2 separate regions of the Xenopus tropicalis genome follow, and region 1 is linked to region 2. The links are chromatin contacts, called in public Hi-C maps. All regions are on one chromosome and are shown on one strand. The core of a region is the stretch at or near the end of the contact, and the rest is flanking DNA. Distances in the headings are between cores, read along the strand shown.

Region 1 (6,454 bases), core at 950-3,449, 360 kb after region 2:
TGCAGCGCTCAGTGCCTCCATCTACATGAGAGTGGCTGGTAATGGGGCAGGTCAGGATCAGGTTATGTAAAGCCCCCTCTCCCCCCAATAGATCGCTGCCTTACCGGGGCCGCTGCTGCACCTGTTGCACCATCAGCTTCACATCTTCCTACGACTCGAGGGCTGCTCCTGCGCGATCATCACTCATTTCTTTCTTTTGTGCCCTTCTGAAAGCAGTTAGGGAAAGTAGGATGAAGCAGAAATGAGCCGTCAGGATGATATTTTAATGGCTTATATTGTCACGTCGGTTCATGTGGCTTTGAACTAGAACAGCTTTCGTTCCCTGCAGAGAGCGCCGCAAATCCCACTTGATAACTTCCACTACCCACAACTTTTTTCCATTTTTTTTTTTTTACAGTCACTCTGTAAATTTAGCCACATTCCCCAGCTATCCCTTTGTCAACTTTTCCAGCGGACACAAATGCACAAATGCAACAATGTTTCAGATATACACCCCCAGCACATTACATTCCTTATCTGGCCAACAGGATTAAATGCATCATGTGTGGATGCAGAATCGGTCACCTACTGATTATTCTAATGCAGTTGTACAATTCTACATCCTTCCATATTAATAAGTGCAGCCCACACTCACCCAGCTATATATTCTCAACTGATTCCTGTACACTGATCCACTATCTATCTATCTATCTATCTATCTATCTATCTATTTATCTATCTATCTATCTATCTATCATCTATCTATCATCTATCTATCTATATATCCATCGATCTAACATCATAATCTATGTATCTATCTGTTGGGTTTTCTATATTATCTGTCAGTCTATCATCTGCTATATATATATTTACCTAATATCCAGCTAATCCCTAAAACATTGTGCTATACAGAAGCGTTATGTGGCAGCAAAGGCTACAGTGGGTTGGAAGAAAACAATATAAAAGCCTGGTAGGTGCAAATGAATTTAGCAGGGAAGTGTATTTACACTGCAGAGAAATCCAGAGCAGTTGCAGCTTTTCATACATGGCTTTAAGAAAAGGCTTTTGTGCAGAAGTCAATTTCTGTATGAATGAAACCCAACCTGGACTGGGCTATATGCAAAATACCCTCTCAATACAATCAATCGGGGATTCTTTGTTTTAAGTAATGGTTTTTCATATTGCTAAAACACGGAATCATTGAATGACAATGACAAGTAGTACAGTCTAGTGAATGGTTCTGATCCATTTATGTTGCTGGAAAATAGAGCCGATGAATAGAGGCCTAGCTCTCAGGAATAGACATATACATTGCATTTCCAAGTTCACTGCAACCAGATTTAAACATGGAAAATAAAGGTGAATGAATGCACACAATAAATAAGCCCAATTTTAATGAGAAGGCTCAGTAAGACGAACCATGCTGGGTTTTACGCACAAACCCATTCAGTAAGAAGTTTCCTACAAGATGAGATCTCCTTGGGCAGAAGGCACAAAGGCAAATAATTATGTGCAGTGTCTATGGAGAACTTAACCACTTAGGTGCCCAGAGTGGGACCACATTACGGACGGGAATTTAGGGGAGAACACATAGGTTAATCGGCGGTTCTATTGTGTCAACAAGCAAGTGCTGTATGCTGGCACTGAATCCAAATGTGGGCATTTTCCTGAGCAAATCAAAAGAAGTGTTGGTTCTTTTTTCTGCTCACTCATCTGAAGGGAAGTCCATTTTCTCTGCTGATCAAAAGTTTTTTCTCAGCAACAAAAGGCACCGCCTGGGTTTTTTTTTTCCACCGTCCTGGTGTGGCCAGTGGAGGGATTCAGTAAGGGTGACAAGGATGACTGATTTGGGAACTGAAAAAAAAAAAGTTTCAGTGTCAAACTATTTCCACGACTCCATGTACAGATTATGTGGCACCCAGGGAAAACGAGGTTATACTGTGACATTAGAATTCGGTTTGACTTGTTGGGACACAGAGGACGGGAACACATAATGACAGCAGCAAATGAAATAAACAGACAATGAAAAATAAAATAAAAGAAGTGAAGAGCTTGTCACCCACCTGTGCTGCGATGGGTACAGAACTCAGTGGCTATTTCTGACAAATGAGAGCCACAGTCATATCCATACAAATGTCTGACTGGGATGAAGGGGTTTAAAGAAAGAGAATTATGGAAGAGACCACTGGGCTCTGCATCTTCATCAGAATCCCCCTACATTCCCAGAACCAAATAACTGGCGATATGGGGAGAAAGAAGCAGCAATAAGAAATGAAGAAACTGCCCATGGTGGGATATTTTTTTCCCGTAGAATTTCGGCAGGGGGGGAAAGTTGCAACTCCTAAAAACATTGTTTGTCAGAAGCGGTGTCAAGCGCCTTTCCAATACCTGGGATGGATGGGCCTGGGCAGCCAATCAGGACGAGCCTGGGGCTTTGCCAGCCCTTAGTTGGGGAGGTGAGGCTGCTGGGGGAGAGGCCGAGGACCAATGGGCTCTGGCGTCCATCTACACGTGACTCCGCCCCCTCCTCCCATTCATCAAGGGGGGACCGAGCAGTCGTTTCAATTCATTTATCTGCAGGAATGATTGCCGCTATCAGTCTCCAGCTCAACGCCCGGCTGAGGAGGTGAAAGTTTCTCCCCAGGAAGATAAACCGCAAAAGACAATATTGTGCGTTATTTGCGCTTCGCAGGGAGAGAGAGAAAGAGAGAGAGAGAAAAAAAGAAAAAGAAATAATAATAAGAGCAGTGTTGGGTGAGAAGTGGAAGGAATTCGCTCTCATAGTCAGCCCAGTCTATCAGTTTGTATGTTCTGCAGCTCAGAGGCGCACCATGCTGTAGATGCGACTGTCCTGACAAGTCGTTGCGCCATCGCTGCGATTGTGCTTCCTGCATGTGCAGAAGTGTAGGAACCCCCCTCCTGCCCGTGTCTTGCGGCCACTGATTTGCTGCCGATTGTTGGAAGACTTGCCTTGTATCTGCACTCGGGTGAGGGCTGCTCCCCCAGGTAAGAGCTACCATGCTGCTGGACGCCGGAGCCCAATACCCAGCCATCGGAGTCACGACTTTCGGTTCCTCCCGGCACCACTCCGCAGGCGATGTGACGGATCGAGAAGTGGCCCTGGGCATCAACCCCTTCGCAGACGGCATGGGAGCTTTCAAGCTCAACCCGAGTAGCCACGACCTTGCCTCCGGCCAGACCGCTTTCACTTCGCAGGCTCCGGGCTACGCTGCGGCCGCTTTGGGGCACCATCACCACCCGGGCCATGTCAGCTCCTACTCCAGCGCTGCCTTCAACTCCACCCGGGACTTTCTCTTTCGCAACCGGGGCTTCGGGGAGGCCGCCAGCGCCCAGCACAGCCTATTCGCCTCCGCCGCAGGGGGCTTTGCTGGACCCCATGGGCCCCACACTGACACTACGGGCCACTTGATTTTCCCAGGTCTCCATGAGCAAGCCAGCAGCCACGCTTCTCCCAATGTGGTGAACGGACAGATGAGGCTGGGCTTCTCTGGGGACATGTATGGCAGGCCCGATCAGTACGGGCAAGTCACCAGCCCCAGGTCTGAGCACTACGCGTCCAGCCAACTGCATGGCTACGGCCCTATGAACATGAACATGGCTGCCCACCATGGAGCAGGGGCCTTCTTTCGTTACATGAGGCAGCCCATCAAGCAAGAGCTCATCTGCAAATGGATTGAGCCAGAGCAGTTGGCCAACCCCAAAAAGTCGTGCAACAAAACTTTCAGCACCATGCATGAGCTGGTCACCCATGTCACAGTGGAGCACGTCGGGGGCCCAGAGCAGTCCAACCACATCTGCTTCTGGGAGGAATGTGCCAGAGAAGGGAAACCTTTCAAGGCTAAATACAAACTGGTCAATCACATCAGAGTGCACACAGGTGAAAAGCCTTTCCCTTGCCCCTTCCCTGGATGTGGCAAAGTGTTTGCAAGATCGGAAAATCTCAAGATCCACAAAAGAACTCACACAGGTACAAACTCTCCTTCTACTCCTTCTGTTTCATTTGCTTTCACTTTTTCTCCGTAACGACTTCTTATTTACGTATCTCCATTGTTTTATTATTCTCGAATAGATGGTCGTATCCAATAGACTTAAATGGGAAAACAAATGCACTTTCCCGTTATAACGAAATCGTTTTCCTTTTGGTCTGAGCGGACCCTGTAATAATATGCCTTGCTCAGACTGTCAGTAAAATAATATCAGGACGCATCGTGTCAGATATGTCTCAGTAGTGGATCATCTCCACTCGATTACTGAACAGAATTGCGTTAAATATTCAATTAGCCAATTTTCATTTTTGATTTGACAAATATTTGTAAAAATTGAGTTACGTGAAGTCACACAACATCAATCAAACGGGCGATTTTGCGCTCACTCGCAATTATTGGGAGTAGTTAAGAACACAGCCGATCAGTACAGCAGCTGTATTTGTGCCTAGAAATATACTCTGTGTATCTAATCAAACGCTGCATTAAAACACAGATGCATTTTAGATTATATAAAGGGCAAGCGAACCCCCCTGCTGCAAATGAATCCCCCCAGCACGCTTTGCTAAAATGCATCTGTGTTTTTATTTTGCAAAATAAATCTGAATAAAAATTAGAATTTCTCACTGTGAGAGGCAAAGTGTCATTTACTTGAGATTCACTAAAAGTGGACCCTGGATATTAAATGTAAAAACATCTACAGAAAATGGTGTTTGTGTGTATAGAGTGATGTCTGCAATGTATTATATTTATTTTTAATTTTGCCTTTTTATTAGGTGAAAAACCGTTTAAGTGTGAGTTTGAAGGCTGTGACAGACGATTTGCAAATAGCAGTGATCGTAAAAAGCACATGCACGTTCATACATCAGACAAGCCGTATCTGTGTAAAATGTGCGACAAGTCGTACACCCACCCGAGCTCCCTCAGGAAGCACATGAAGGTAAATAGAGACAGGCTCACTAACTGGCTTTTGTTTGGCAAAGCTCTCTCTCTTGTGCATGAATTAGCCAAAGTGGGGGAGACAGAGCCCAAGGTGGCCCAGGACCTTCTCATTGTAACGCCATCCCTTTTAGTGCTCAGTGCTGAGTGTCTGTGTTGGGGTGGAGGCGGGGAGAGGACTCTGCTTAGGTCCCCATGCAGTTGGTTTGTTTTTATTGTGCTGGCCTTGAAGTGGGAAACATATGAAGAAGGCGATATTCTCTCTGTTGGTGCTACCCTAGTCTATTTATATGGCCTTTGTGGTGTAACGATTTCGACTGATACATTTGATCTTGTTAATGTGCAAACATTTGAATCAAATCCAAATTGCAGACCCCCCCCACCCCCCCACTCTTTAGATGACAGAGGCTTTTGTGCAAGGAAGCAGTCTGCGTACAAAAAGAGAATATCCCGTTCATAATTGTACCCCAACGCCTCAACTTTCATTTATTTTGCTGAGATTGCGTTAGAAGCAGCCCCACTTCTATAAATATGTGTTTGCTTGAAGGCTGTGCCTATCTCTGAGTAGCCATTAGTGCATTGGGGGTTTGTGGGGATCTGGTTGTGTTGAATGGTGTAGGTCTGGTAGATCAATTTTTTTTGTTTAAATGCTGCCTTTTTCGTCTATAGGTCCACGAATCATCTTCCCAGGGGTCTCAGCCTTCCCCAGCAGCCAGTTCAGGCTATGAATCTTCAACGCCCCCAACAATCGTGTCTCCTTCCGCAGAAAACCAGAGCACAAGTTCCTTATCCCCCAGCTCCTCAGCAGTACATCACACGTCCAGTCACAGCACGCTTTCATCAAATTTTAACGAATGGTACGTTTAAACACATATTTAAAACAAAAAAGACTTCAAATTAATGAACACTTCCAAGGTTATCCTAAAGCTGCCAATAGAACCGGGACCGAATAAAATGAAGAATGAGACCTTTTGATTCCTGCAGGCTTGGTAGGAAAAATATTAAAAAAAAACAAAACACCCAAGGATTTTTAGAATTTATGAGAAGACAAGTTTGCCAGGCCAAATGCCAACTGTGTAGGTTTTTAATGAACCACTAATTAAAGGTCTCAATCTGCATGTCTCATCAGGCAGCGGCCTTTTTTTGTAAATACAGAATTATTAGTTAAAAAAATGTACTGTTGATTTTGTAAATAGTTATATTACAACCGAAATGGATATGTGGAATTGTGGTCACTGCATATTTGTGTTGGGAGGGGGGGAACAGGGAGGACGAAATTTATTTGGATGGAAAGAATGTACTAGTGAATATGTACCAAAATGTGAAATACCTTGTATTATTCCAGTCTAAGCGTCCACCTAACAGACTTTTAATGGTATAAGTGTGCTTACTGTATAAAGTGCAAATCTACGTCCCAAAGTCCAGTCTGGTTAGTGCAGTAAAATGTTGTTTTCACGTCCTGTTAATAATTCGTATAGTGCAAGCCTGGAAATCCGTGTCAAACTGTTACACTTTGTTTATGTAAAGTGATA
Region 2 (7,065 bases), core at 2,353-4,852:
TGAAGGTGTCATTGAGGCCTGTGATAAATGTCATGCTGAAGTCTAAAACGTGTACAGGCTAGAAAGTGTGCCAATACAAATCCTTCTTCCAGACAGACACAGACTTCAGCACATGATGAGCAGCTGCCCCAGCCTCTAGCAATTATTAGAAATATAGAAGTGGAGCCAGGAGAGAGGATTGCTGTGTATTCCAAGCATGTGTAGAATCTGTATAACTACTGTGTCATCAATAGGGTCAGTCCTAGTTCATTACAGAGGGATAGTGAAATGTGTCCTTGAATCTATGCAGGTCAAATGTCACTTGGGTCTAGTAGGTTTTTTCATGTGTTCTAAATATGCTTAGGGGAAGCCTACAGATGGAGAGAAAGGTATTCCTAATTCACACAGTGCAAGGGATCCAGTTGCATGCTTCCTGCTGGCCCAAGCCAGATCTTGGCTGATTGGAAATGATGGTGTTTGTAATGTACTATTTCAGTTCTAACTCTGTGTGACCCAGGCCTCGCCACATTCATAATAAAAATAACACATGCTGCATCTATAATTGGGAAGGAGGAATCATTGCCCAAATTGTATACTATGTGGGAAAATACCATCTGTGGCCAAAAGCTAGATACGTGATTCAGAAGAATTATAGGCATGTTGGGTTCAAATCTCTGTGTTTTTTGTGATTGTTAAGCAATAAACCAGTTAAACTTAATACAGTGTCCATAAACAGGATCTAGTTTTTAAGACCCAAAGGATGATTTACTAACACAGTTGTGAGTAACCAATCAGTAAAAATTTTTATCTAATTAAAAGTTAGAAAATGAAAGCTAAGATGTGATTGAATGTTATACTATGCTGTGATCTGAACTCGTGCATCTTAGCACCTAATTTAGTTCATCCGCTCATCATCTTAAGAAACTCTCTAACCCCTATATGTAACAAAAGGTGCAGAAACCCATAGCAGCCAATACGATGTTTTCTTTTGAAAAGGTGGCCAGTAAATGCTAAATACTGGTTGGTTGCTATGGATTATTGCACCTGGGCAAAGTTAGTTTTATATATTACATAACTCCTATATAGCACTAGCATAACTCAGGTTTGGCATAACAGCTGCCTCTGGAAGTAATATTAGTACAAGAAATTTTTTTTGGAGGGAGCATGATGTTTTTATGAATGTTTAAAGGCAAACAAATCTAATATTACCATGCGCAACACCAAGCATTGGCTGGAGTGGTGTAAACTCCACCACCATGAGAATCTAGAGTGCTGGGAAACATCCTCTGGAGCAGGGCTGTCCAACTGAAAGCCTGAGGGAATGGATGTAGCCCTCCCTTCCATGTTCATTTAAATATGCCATATGAGAATTATTTGGCCAACTACGGGGCCCATTCATTAAAGTGCAATGGGCGCGATAACAAAAAATGAACAGTTTGTACTAGTAACGATAACATTCATTATTGTTACAGTTTGTGATACATTCATTATTCCACCAAAAAGTTGTACTTTTTGTACTTTGCGCAGCGATAACAAAAGTTTCGGAATTCATTCAAGCTTATCGTTACTATCTTTTGGCCAGGCTGGAGCTGCAGAGTGCTATTGAGTCCTATGGAAGACTTTACTTGGGCCATGCTGGAGCTGCAGAGTGCCATTGAGCCCTATGGGAGACTTTCCTTGGGCCAGGTTGGAGCTGCAGAGTGCCATTGAGCCCTATGGGAGGCTTTCCTTGGGCCGGGTTGGAGCTGCAGAGTGCCATTGAGCCCTATGGGAGACTTTCCTTGGGCCAGGTTGGAGCTGCAGAGTGCCATTGAGCCCTATGGGAGACTTTCCTTGGGCCGGGTTGGAGCTGCAGAGTGCCATTGAGCCCTATGGGAGACTTTCCTTGGGCCGGGTTGGAGCTGCAGAGTGCCATTGAGCCCTATGGGAGACTTTCTTTGTGCCAGGTTGGAGCTGCAGAGTGCCATTGAGCCCTATGGGAGACTTTCCTTGGGCCGGGTTGGAGCTGCAGAGTGCCATTGAGCCCTATGGGAGACTTTCCTTGGGCCGGGTTGGAGCTGCAGAGTGCCATTGAGCCCTATGGGAGACTTTCCTTGGGCCAGGTTGGAGCTGCAGAGTGCCATTGAGCCCTATGGGAGACTTTCCTTGGGCCGGGTTGGAGCTGCAGAGTGCCATTGAGCCCTATGGGAGACTTTCCTTGGGCCAGGTTGGAGCTGCAGAGTGCCATTGAGCCCTATGGGAGACTTTCCTTGGGCCAGGTTGGAGCTGCAGAGTGCCATTGAGCCCTATGGGAGACTTTCCTTGGGCCGGGTTGGAGCTGCAGAGTGCCATTGAGCCCTATGGGAGACTTTCCTTGGGCCAGGTTGGAGCTGCAGAGTGCCATTGAGCCCTATGGGAGACTTTCCTTGGGCCGGGTTGGAGCTGCAGAGTGCCATTGAATAAACATTAAATACTATGAAACATTATTTGGTTAGTGAGTAATTAATGCATTTAGAAGGTAGATTTTTCTATTTTAGCTTTTTTTAATTTCTAATTCCACATGTCTTTATATCAATAATTATTTTGATTTTAAACAAGGTTAAACTGCACCATGTTTTATCTTTACAAAAGGGGCTTTCATTATCCTAAAATATTGTATATATGGTTCACAAACCAGACCAACCTGTTTTCTCTGAATGCATATAAATGCTCACTGTATGACAAATGAACCCACCAGACAGTGGGGGCAAGGACAATATCTTAAGCCGTATACATCTTGGGCTTGTTCCATTTGAATAGGAGCCATCAACATGAGGATGAAATGCATTTTTGCCTGAAATTCTTTAGTTGCCTTGGCCATGATAATTCTTGTTTGTTCCAATTAATAATTAATTATAGCTATAATTATCATTTAGAAATCATGTCACCAATGGTGATAGGGAGCAAGCTTGTCATTCTATGTGGAAGATTGGTAGACAGCAATTGAAAGTGCAGGTGTGAGATTTCTGTTCAACTAAATGAACTGGAGGGGGGGGGGCAGAGTGCAATAAATAGGGAGACTATTTAGAAACAAATGTAATAAGGGATCAACCATAAATATGTGCTGCCAGGAGAAATGCAGGTAGGACTAAGCAGTGCTAACACATTGCCCCTGCCCCTTTACCATGTTGAGGAAATGAATGTGTTCAGATGCTTTGTTCTAGCAGGAATATTTAGACAATGGCTTCCGTCTGCACCTACATGGGTGGGGGGGAGCGGCGAGAGTGCACAATAGACTGAAGAGTTTTTCATGGTGTTGCAAAAAAAAGAAGAGGAAATATCTCTCTGTATGGAGCACCAGCTGATACCTTTAATAATAAGGGGCTGAATAAACTGCACTATGGGGGACATACTAATGTCTGAAAGGAAACCACATTAGCCATCACTAAGGGGTTTTAAAGGGTTTCCACAATTGTTATTAACACTGAATTGGCAATGAGCAACAGGGCTACTGAAGCTTTTCTCACTTGCAAATTCTCCCATTAACCAGGTAAGGACAAGGCAGTGGAACTATACAAAATTAATATACTGCATGTACTCTACATTGGCATAAGCACTAATCATAGTGATGCAGTGATATAATATTACAGTGCAGCTTTCTAAGAAAGGGATATTTCCCAACTCTTGGGTACAATATTAGTGTGGTTATACAGCTCAGGTTTGGGCCATGCTATCTGGGTATGTATGGCACCTTGGGGCACCAAATCTCACACATTATCCTGCCATCTTATCAGTTAGGTCTGTGCAGAAGGAAAATCCTTTCTACACATGCCCTGGGGCAAACAGAACAAAGCCAGTTCAGCGTGCGTTTGGATGGGCAAATCACACAATATTTTACTGCTCATAGTCCAACAACATTATCTAATAAGTGCCTGTTTAGCCAAAAGGTTAGGATAACTGAGATCCTTGCCTCAGGTGGCAAGGAGGCCACAGTAAAAAAAAAACTGCGTATACGGTGGCAATGGAGAACCCTAATTATTATACAGCATTTTCCAAGTGCCCGCTGTTTTTAACACCGGAATTTCATACAGAGCTGCATGATCCCCTGAAATGAATACACAGCTTAATAAACACATTTAAATGGTGATGCCTGCATTCAGCAATGTGCAGTGTATCTAATCACATTTTATTAGCACGGCTTTATAAATAAGTCCCTAGGAGACTACATTTTCAATTGTTTAACCAGAAATGTGTTTTTCTGCTCTAGCAATATGTATGTTCTTAGGATTATTGTGTAATCATCACATGTCCATGTATAATGAGAGTAAGAATGTGGTTATAGTGCCTTACTATAAATACAATATATCCTTAGCTATTAGATGTTCCCCTGCTGTACTCCGGTGTTTATACTCCTATTGCCACGTTTAAAGATGGCATTGTGCAAAGTGTTACAAAGGGGCATGTATTTTGTGCCTTCCTTTTATTTAAATAGTGAATGACTTCTATGGCCCCCAGCACTTGGATGCTACAAGATTCCTTCTGTTTGGGTATTTAGTAAATGTTAACAATACCTACTCTGAACCCAAAACTGGTGCAACTCTCTTTATCTCTGTCAAATGCTTTGGTGCCCCAATTTGGCCATTGCTATTGCTAGAAAGGGCCACTCTGCTTACGTGCACTTGCTAGAAGCCCTAAGCTGAATAGGAAGGGCATCAGTATGGCTGTAGGGGGCACTGAATTCAGTGCAGGTAAAGGGAATGTCTGTCTAAAAACGCAAGAAGGTGACAGCTAACTGGATTTTGTCCTAATCCTATAACATTTAGCTAATATCAACTCTAAGGGGTTATTTTCTATTGTTTGTTTCACTTATATTTTTTATTATTCTGTTGTTTTGTAATTATTCAAATGGTTTTGATGGTAAAAAATACCTAATTTCTCCACCATGTGGCAGTGTTGCTTTAGCAATAAAATGTTGGTCAGGCAGATTGCAGTCTGGATAAGCACAACTACCTTCACTTTCAAAGCTCAAATGCATTATTCTACCCGCCATTCTTTCCTTCGTGGCAATAAAGTTCAAACAATAACTAAAACTTGTATTCTTTCTGTATTTACAACTCTCCAAAGAAGTGGGATTTACAGAGGGGTTTCACCTATAAATAAACAATAAAAAATAAGTTCTAATTCTAGAATATTCTAAATTGAACTGCTTCTAGAATAAGTTGTGCCGAATTGAATGCAGTAAAAAAAAGCACAGTGTCACAAACAGAGGTATCTTTTACACAGTATACACTGTTATTAATAGGAATAATGTTCCGTGTGCACCAAATGTCGCTGATTATCCTTATAAAGACAGCAACACTATGGCAGATCACTTGAAAAATCAGGGGCACTTATAATAAATGCAGGGTGCTGGGCTGGACTGATTGCAGGCTGATTGGATTTTAATCAAGGGCAATCAGTGCAGCCCTACTCACTGGATTTTCTACAAGCGCCCCAGATTTTCCAACAGCCAGGTAACCTTATGCTTTACCAATAAGATATTTATTTTATACGTTACTATTAGGTGAAGTGAAGCAGACACTCTAGCATTCTGTCATTTCAATTTCCACTATTTCAGGTTAGAGTTTGTAAATGTTGTTCAAGGAAAAGTATTACTACTCTGTTTTTTTGTTAACCCAACCCATATTATTAATAGACTGCACATTCTGCCACTAGAGGGTGCATGTAAAGAAAGCTATTAGAAGAGAATGATGGGACAGGGCAGGCCAATGGGATGGGATGGACCAATGATGAAAAGAGACTGGCCAATGAACCAATATGGTGGGTCTATGACATAAAGTAGCAGGTCTGTGACTTAAAGGGGCAGATAATGAGTCAAATTCTGAACAATCAGGAGTTAGGTTTAAAAGGGATTGGGGCAGATCAGGGGCAGATCAGGGGCAGAACAAGAGGGTGTTACACATTTACCAGCAAGTTCTTCTTAGAATAACCAGTATGACTGGTTCCATTCACACATCGATGCCACCCTTAATCTGAAGTGAGCAGGTTGAATCTCAGCTCTGCCAGCCCCACCCCGGTTTTACCTTTGAACCCTTGGTCCACTGCATCTAGGATTCTATGCATTTCACTAGTGCAGCAAAGTTAGGATTCAGGTGCAAATTACTGATGGCAGGTGATGGTCCTGTTATTGCAAGTGATTGGCAAGGAAGGGGTTAATGCAAGGTGACTTAAAAAAAAAAAATCCTGGTAAGGTGACATTCTGCTAACATAAATAACCACAAATATGTAGAGTTAGGTAAGGCTCACTGAATACCATAACTTGTGCTTATATATTTTGCTGAGCATTTATATAAAAAAGGTATATGACAGCTGCCAGGTAGGAAAGATCTTCTTATTACATGACACGTTGCATTCCACTGCTCTATAATCCTATTGCAAAACACATTTCCCACAGTCATTCAAATTAAACACAAAACAGGATGTCAGGATATGTAGTTACTTGCAACTCCGCATGCGTTTAGGACCCAATTCTCAACCCTTACCGTGCACTATAATACCCCATCTTTTTTTTGTTATTTGCTTTATATATCTGCAGGTATTTGCTTTGGTGTAAACTTATTGATGATGATCGCTACATGACATTGTAACTTTATTATTTACTTTCTATCTGTACTATGTTAAATGTTTAAAAGCATAAATAAAAACTATATGTGTGTATGTTTGTTTGTGTGTTAAATCTCTTTTTCTGTTAATAACAAGAGTTAACTCATAGGGTAGTGCCGATTTGTGCCCAGTGAGCCCAAATGCTATCTACCCTCCTGCCAAGGGCTGTTGTGCCCATTCTATAAAAATCTCACCTTTTCAGGGTACTTGGCTGAGGAGCATGGTTATATTTTCCATATATATATATAGTCTTTATATATCTAGTCCTTGTGTAGGTTTGGGTTGCACGCATGCATAGTATGGCAATTCCGGCAAGTCAGGGAGGCCCCAACATACTCATTTTTGTGGTTTTAGAGTATTTTGAAACCACAACTAAATTCATTTCCACTACAACCACGAATGTTTAGTCATTTATTAAAAGATCCGATTTGGAAAAGCATGAACTAAAAAAATTAAAAAACTGCA

The links. Hi-C and Micro-C count contacts between places; a contact is called where the count stands out from the background.
Region 1: a Hi-C map of brain shows a contact between it and region 2, with 5 times the contacts expected there. The contact joins the promoter of zic4 here to the enhancer-like site in region 2. A contact is called at or near these places in 2 of 5 Hi-C or Micro-C datasets (brain and tailbud embryo).

What each region holds. Positions count from the first base shown.
Region 1 is chr5:121,533,641-121,540,094 of UCB_Xtro_10.0, forward strand. zic4 (zinc finger protein ZIC 4) reads right to left here and starts at 2,200. Exons shown (of 5, transcript XM_031902441.1): 1 at 2,043-2,200; 2 at 105-206. It overlaps LOC100493456 (zinc finger protein ZIC 1), which reads left to right and starts at 2,295. Exons shown (of 3, transcript XM_002937333.5): 1 at 2,295-3,967; 2 at 4,760-4,923; 3 at 5,592-6,454. The coding sequence starts at 2,998. The coding sequence ends at 5,789.
Region 2 is chr5:121,170,564-121,177,628 of UCB_Xtro_10.0, forward strand. No RefSeq gene overlaps it. Among named protein-coding and RNA genes, the nearest start is that of plscr5, 15 kb to the left of the region's middle. Within about 2 kb of position 3,603, at least 2 of the 11 cell types and tissues checked have an H3K27ac peak or open chromatin away from gene starts, as enhancers often do.